Linked DNA regions of Arachis hypogaea: region 2 is linked to region 1. A link is a contact called in public Hi-C data. All regions are on one chromosome and are shown on one strand. The core of a region is the stretch at or near the end of the contact, and the rest is flanking DNA. Distances in the headings are between cores, read along the strand shown. Region 1 holds the start of LOC112754817 (shikimate kinase 1, chloroplastic-like). Region 2 holds the start of LOC112754825.

The links. A called contact is a pair of places that touch in the nucleus more often than the background predicts.
Region 2: a Hi-C map of leaf shows a contact between it and region 1, with 6 times the contacts expected there. The contact joins the promoter of LOC112754825 here to the promoter of LOC112754817 in region 1. A contact is called at or near these places in 2 of 8 Hi-C or Micro-C datasets (both in leaf).

The regions. Positions count from the first base shown.
Region 1 is chr16:122,586,133-122,589,889 of arahy.Tifrunner.gnm2.J5K5, reverse strand. LOC112754817 (shikimate kinase 1, chloroplastic-like) reads right to left here and starts at 1,418. Exons shown (of 7, transcript XM_025802597.3): 1 at 1,262-1,418; 2 at 1,069-1,156; 3 at 819-901; 4 at 600-729; 5 at 441-519; 6 at 239-303; 7 at 1-100. The coding sequence starts at 1,332. The coding sequence ends at 50.
Region 2 is chr16:122,799,447-122,802,885 of arahy.Tifrunner.gnm2.J5K5, reverse strand. It overlaps LOC112754825, which reads right to left and starts at 1,496. Exons shown (of 8, transcript XM_072221040.1): 1 at 1,260-1,496; 2 at 773-814; 3 at 326-413; 4 at 1-63. LOC140172860 reads right to left here. Exons shown (of 4, transcript XM_025802608.3): 3 at 2,648-3,439; 4 at 1,632-1,990. The coding sequence starts at 3,263. The coding sequence ends at 1,785.

The DNA of each region.
Region 1 (3,757 bases), core at 169-2,668:
ATTCTCCTGCACTAAATGAGGTTTGAAGAGAAATTATAACCAGCTTGAGCTAGCAATATCCATCTTCACTCTTTAGAAAGCCTAGGATTTGTTCCAGAGCCTGAGAAATACACAGCCTCAAGTCAGATAAGTGAAAGCGTTCCAATGGTAATTCTACTAATGTTTTCAATTGTATGTAATCAAGAGCAAACAATTAAGTTTAGGAATCAGAAGGTAATAAGGCAGAAAGTGACATGACCTCAATTGCAATAGCAGTTGGAGTCAAATCTGATACATCTTTTTGGCCCAGTTTTGCTGCTATATCTGCAAAATAACACAATAATCATATACAGATTTTCTAGGAAGCATACCATGAGATAGTTATGTTACTCTAGTGCTATATTTCCACATATTTAAGTAAGGTACTAGAGAAGAAGAAATAATATTATTGAGAACCATACTTTCTAAGGAGACCTTGGCATTGGCATTTGCATATGCTTGGCTTCGTTCTTCAAAAAGAGAAGACAAACGCATGAAAGTCTGCAAATTAAATCCAAAGTGTAAAATCAATATTGATCCCAATTGCTCCACTTTGTGATCAAATTCATATTGATTACTACCTTAGTGTATGCATCTCCTACTTCAGAATGTAGAAGTGGGCGAGAATTAGTTCCTACAGCTGTTATTCTCTGAGCCAATGCTTCTACAGGTACATCCAACCATATGCTAACCCCTTTGTGCATATATTTCCTAGCAATTCCACATATAATTAAGTATAAGTGAAGACTCAATAATCTCCATAAGAGTTCATCGTTAACATGAAGATTAAATTGGTATACCAATTAATAGGCCTCACAACAGCACCTCCGCCCGTGGATATAACATGTCTATGCGTCATTGACAACTTCCGCAACACCTCAGTCTGCAACCGTGAAAATAACCACAGAAAATGAATGGCTATATTGTGATAATAATAATAAAACAACAAAAGAATCACATAAACATTGATATGATACAATAACAAGTGTCCTTATTACACAAAGGTAAGGAGATTTATATCGCATAAACTGAAGATATTTTTGAACTGACCTCTTTATCACGGAAAAAAGTCTCTCCATAGTGCTTGAATATATCAGCTACTGAAGTTCCATCAACCTCCTCCTCAATCAATGTATCGCTGGTCCCATGAAAAAAGATTGCTACAGAAAATGTTGAGGCGGAACTATATACATATATTGTTCCCTTGAAATAATTTCTGATCTTAATTACAGTCAGTACCAACCTATCAAAAAACGAATAACAAAGCACTTGTGACAGAATCTTCCCTACAGTTGTCTTTCCAGATCCCATCATTCCTGCAATCTCAGAACCCTTCGATTTCTGTTCAATTTCTGGGAACTTCGATTTCTGTTCAATTTCTTGAGTCTTCAATTTAGTGTTTTATACTTTTGCTGCTCTGTAATTGTTAATTTATTACTCTATTTTAATTTGTTACTTTGTAATTGTTAATTTATTATTCTGTTTTGTTAATGCTGAAAAGTGGAAATTCACTCTATTTTGCAATATTGTTAAATGGCTAAATGCTGTAAGTAGAAATGTTGTAGGCGGAATTGCTGATATGGTCTTGTGTTGTGGTTAGGAATATGATGTTAATTTTCATTGTGTTTGGCTTTTGATTTAGGTTATGAACATGGTTAATTTTCAATTTTCCATGCTGTTAATTTTCATTGTTAATGTTCATTGTGTTGTGGGCTTGTGGTTGTTTTTAATTTCATATCTGTTTTATTAATTTCAGTTATGGAAAATAGTATTAATCAAGAAGCAATTTTTATTAATTTCAGCTATATCGGGATTTAATATTTAGATAGAGTAATTCTCCACATACAATAGATTTTCCATACAAGTCATACAAGTCATTTATAAACACACCGTTTCACGTTTTTTTTGTGTGCCTCTTTTTCTTCTTCTTTCTCCGTGCTTTCTCTTCTTCTTCCTCTTCCTCTTCTTCTTCTTTCTCCGTGTCTCTTTTTCTTCTCTTCCTCCCTCTTTTTTTATTGAAATTTCTTCTCCTCTTTTCGTTTTCTCTTTCTCCTTCATCAAAATCACCAGAAAAAACGAAGAAACATTATTCAAGGTACGTTTCTTGCCTTCTCTTTCTCCTTCTTCTTCGTCTTCTTGCTGCATGTTCTTCTTCCTCTTCCTATTCTTCTTCTTCATTTACGTGCTTTTCTCTTTGTTTTCTTTCTTCGTTATTCTCGATTTCCATTATTTTTTGACATCAAGCTCTGAAATCGTTTTTAAAGAAGAAGAAGCAGCAGAAGATGAGGAGGAAAAAGAGAAAGAGTTCTGAATTATGCATAAGGTGTACTTCAATGAATTTTGGGTGTATTTCTTAAATCCTTTGGGTGTATTGATTTCAAGAAGAAATATACTGTCTCTCCCTATATTGGGTGTATTTCTTAAATCCTTTGGGTGTATTTCTGTAATCGTTTGGGTGTATTTTTGTAATCGTTCGGGTGTATTTCTGAAGTTCCACCATCTTCAAAACAATTTCAAAGCTTGATTTCAGAAACCATGAAAATAAAAAAAAAACAGAAGGAGATCGAAGGCAAAGAGAGAACACTTTTCCATACAAATCATACAAGTCATTTATATTCACGCCATTTTCACGCTTCTTAAAAAGGAAACGAAGATGAAACACGCGAAGATGGTTCAGTAACGCGCGTGTTAGGCCCAACTTGTAAGACTTGTAAACAAAAATGACTTGTATGTGTAGCACTCCTCATTTAGATATGCTTTTATTACTACTTAACTTTTGAGTTTGAATTTTGATAAGATCATATGTATTTGGTTGATGATATTTTATGTAGTATTTTAAATTTCGAAGATATTTTAAGATTTATATTAGACTATAATTATATTTTAGGATGTGTATTTATAATTTATTTATTATTCTATTCTAAAACGATTTTTTCGGTTGAACCACCAGTTGGACCGATTAGATCAATGAACTAGTGACTAGAGTACTTTGATGACCGGTCCAGTTTTCTAAACCTTGAAAAAAATAAGAGGAAAGAAAAATGATAAAAAGAAAATGAGAGAAAAGAAAAATTTTTGTGTGGATCCCACCAAAAATTTTTTTCATCCATTCCAAGCAAGAAAACAAAAAGAGAAAGATTATTTTATTTGTATTTACAATTATTATCTATAGTTATATTATTATTAATAATTGTCAATATAAATTTAATTTTAATAATTTTAATATATTATTATAATAGAGATTTAAATTTAAACATTATATCTGTATTAGATAAAATTATAATATTTTAAATATTTATAAAATATAATAAAATATAAATAAATAAAAATATTTATATTTTACTTAATTATAAGGGTATTAATATAATTTTATACCATTATGATTTTTTTCTCACTTTTCTTTTCATCTAAACAAAAGAAAATTTTCTCTTTATTTTCTTTCCATTCATTTTCTCTTCAACCAAACAACACACAAATAATTTTATTTTTCTTTTTATTTTTTTTCTCATTTTTTTCCTCTTATTTTCTTTCCTATATCCAAACAAAGCCTAAAAATTTTTCATCCATTAAGAGAATAAGAGGCACCATGATTTACCACTTCAACTAATTATTTGGATGCAATGAAATATTTCTTTCTGTCGCATGGCGGCAAGTATGAGTTTTTTTTTTTTTTGGTCAAATTATACCCTAAAACATACACATTCCTTTCCCTCTCTTCCATAAATTTCGGATTTAGATT
Region 2 (3,439 bases), core at 247-2,746, 210 kb before region 1:
CTGTCTTCCCATATGAAATCTGCTCCAATATAGCCACTAAAGCTCATAGGGGAGGTATCACAGCTATAAATCATCCCACACCAATCAGTACCCCTTAAATGCTAGTTAGAAACTGAATGAGTAACAATTGAATGATAAAATAATTTCTCTGCTGGGTGATAATTGAGCAATATTAGCATATGGTAAATATAAGGGGAACCAACAATATTTATAAATAAAGAATATGACAAAATCACAGGATTACAGGAATTGAATGGTAAACTAAATGCAGATATGCTGTTCACACAAGTGACAAATCTATCAATCACGAACTTATAAAACATACTAGTAAGTGCTTGGCGATATGCCTAAACAACTGCTCTTGCCAAGATGCTCCCTCCCATCACAATCAAGTTTGCAACAATCTTTGTTGTCTGCATAAACAGCTCAGGTAACGTTAAAACCCTAAGGCGAGAAGCCGAAAACAATGCATACAGAAAAATTGAATTTTAACATAATTATTGTTAAAATAAGAATTTCATAATTATTGTCAAAGGGAACAGCTAGGACCCTGTGAAGAGAGTCAATTACTCAACTAACTGATATCATTATCATAGCCAGAGCGGCATACCCCAAGTAAACTTAAAAAGAGCATTGCTAAACTGCTAATAGTCATTAAATCATGACAACTGAAGATTTATATATTCATAAATGGTTCCATTTTTCTTTTTCCATTCATGTTTATCAAGTTTACTGAAACAAAAAAATAATAAATATGAGATATTGAACATACTAGTCAAACAATTCCAATTCTTACTCCTCCAACAACTTCCACCTGAAAAATTAATTAAAAAGAAAGAAAAAAATTAAAGAAAGAGTAGCAAAAACTATTTATGTACACACTTCACAGTAAATCAATCAATTTTTCATCCTCCAATTACTGGAAAAGAAAAACGAAGAAGAATAGAAAAAAATACTAGATTCGAATACATCACATTTGCAGATTCCATTGTCATTTTTAGTTACAAAACAACATTACAAATAGCATAGCATACTAGGGGTAACTAGCGAAGCTTTATTAGGAAAAGAACCAAGAAGTAGAGAATTCATGTGCGGAATGCGAGTTAGTGAATGAATGAATTGAAGAGTGTTTAGATTTTTGAGTGCGTGGAGTGAGAGGCACAGAGAGCTAGCTACTTCATGAAAGAGTCAGAGAAAAAATTTATTGTTAACAAAGAAGAAATATCAGCAAATTAATAGGGAAGAAAAAGAAAAAGTACCAGCGGCAGTTCAAAGAAGAAATTGGAGTGAGAGAAAGCGGCGTTGAAGAAGAAGCTCGGGAGTGAACAGATTTGAAAATGCGTTGTACCACTTCAACTACGGCGGCATCGACGTCAAAAACTGTGGCGACAACGGCGGCGGAAACTGCGGTGGCAACAGTGACAGCAACGACAGTATAGAGAGACAGATCTGAAAACATGTTGATAAGATAGGTGGCTCGATCCAGAAGCTCTCTACTGCAACGGACACGGAAGTGGTAATGGCGCCGGCGGACAATGTACAAGTATATGCAGCAGTGGGCAGGTGCTAAACCAAAGTTACTTACAAGCACAAATATATAAGTATACAATTCCAAAATTATGGACAATGTATTTTAGAAAAGAAAGAGAAGCCTCTTGTACCAGCAACATTGAATTGATTTATAGTCTCACTTTTCATCCAAAAATTTAAAGGTAACAATCATAAAGCCAAAAACCATAAAAAAGAAAGTCCAACTAAATTGTCTACTGCTATGAATCTCTACTCTAGTTTTTAAGCTCCTGGGCAATTAGAACAGCCAAATAAAAGCCAGGTTCATCTACAAATTCAGCCAAATCAAAAGAATGAGCATCTGCAACAATTTGTAAACTTGTCCTATCAGGTAGGTCTGAAACTACAACTTCCGGATACTGCTTTCGTTGCTGTTCTAACACTAGTCTCCCTTGCGGATGACTGATAATCACCCGTCCACCTACAGGTCAGATGCAAAATTACAGAAAGAATAAGTATCCAGAGCTCTGACCTAAGTTTCAAAAGAGGGAACAACAATTGAGCTAAAATATATGTGCAATAAGAAAATCTATCAAGTTTGCTACTATGTTTGGTGCACTGTTCTAATACACTTGAAAATTTTAGCTTCTATACCAAAGTGTAGTACCTAAGGAGTATTAGAAATTTGACATTTTTAATCTATCCTCTTATTCAAACTTCAGTTCAAGCAAATTAAGAGCTAGGCTTTGGTAATAGGTGTAGAAATCTTGGAATGCAAATAGCATTCTCTCCAGAGCAATTTCGTTTAATGGGGCAAAAATTATTAAAAGCTTGATGAAAGACAAGATGTGTGAAGAAGTGTAGATGTTACAATTAAAATTGCAAACCGTTTTAATTTCTACCTCATAATACATCATTAATAACCAAACTATATCCACACTATCATCCTTCTTTTAACCAATTTTGACACTATCAAACTTTTCGTCATCCAGATAAATGGATTCTTTTGAATGAATTTTAAGAAATGTGTGTAAAACATGGTGCATAAAAATCAAGTCCATTTTCAAATACACAATTTGCAGAGAAATGCAAAGTAACAAGGAAAAGAACAAACTTCAATCACAAGAGAAAAACTTACCAGGTGAACATTTCTTAGCCAAAGACCCCAAAATCTCATCAAGTTTGAAGGGCAAAGCAGGAAGAAAATAGAGAAAAACAACATCAAGAGGAGCCCATTTCTCTGGAACATACACAATCTCTCCTTGCCAACACTTAACCTTATCATATTTCTCTTTAATAAGAGCCAATATCAGAAGTGAATCGTGCACCACAAAAAGAGACTTACACAAACCCACCAATGTATCCACAAACTCTTCAGACCCAGTTAAGACTAAGACCCTTGAACCCTCTTCAACATTCCCAGCAGATACAATTCGTTCAATGCTTCTCTTGAATTCTACATTAGAATTTGACTCAACAGAATCAAGTATAGACCAGTCCTTTTCAACAACTTCTTCAATGTAAACAACGGATGCAGAACCCTCAGGGATTGAAACTTGGGCATCTGTGTCTGACTCAGTGGCTTGCAGCAAAGTCGAAATAGGCTTAATGGGTTTTGATTTTAGGGAATTTGATGAAAATTTGAAAGCACTGCCACAGAGATAAACATGTTGGTGCTTCAATTGAAGGTTTTGGTGGAATTTGCATAGTGGTGGGGTTATGGGGTGGAAGGAACCTACAGAAACAGAATTCATGGGAAGAAAGAACTGATTTTTACAGGTGGGTTTGCTCTTAAAACCGGATCCTGATGCTTAAATCAGTGTCTTGGAAGTAGAGAATAGAGGTTAGAGCTTGGGTTTGGATATTGAGGACTTGCCGAAAGAGGTTTTACTCAGAGAAGACATCCAGACAGGATATAATTCCTGGGAGA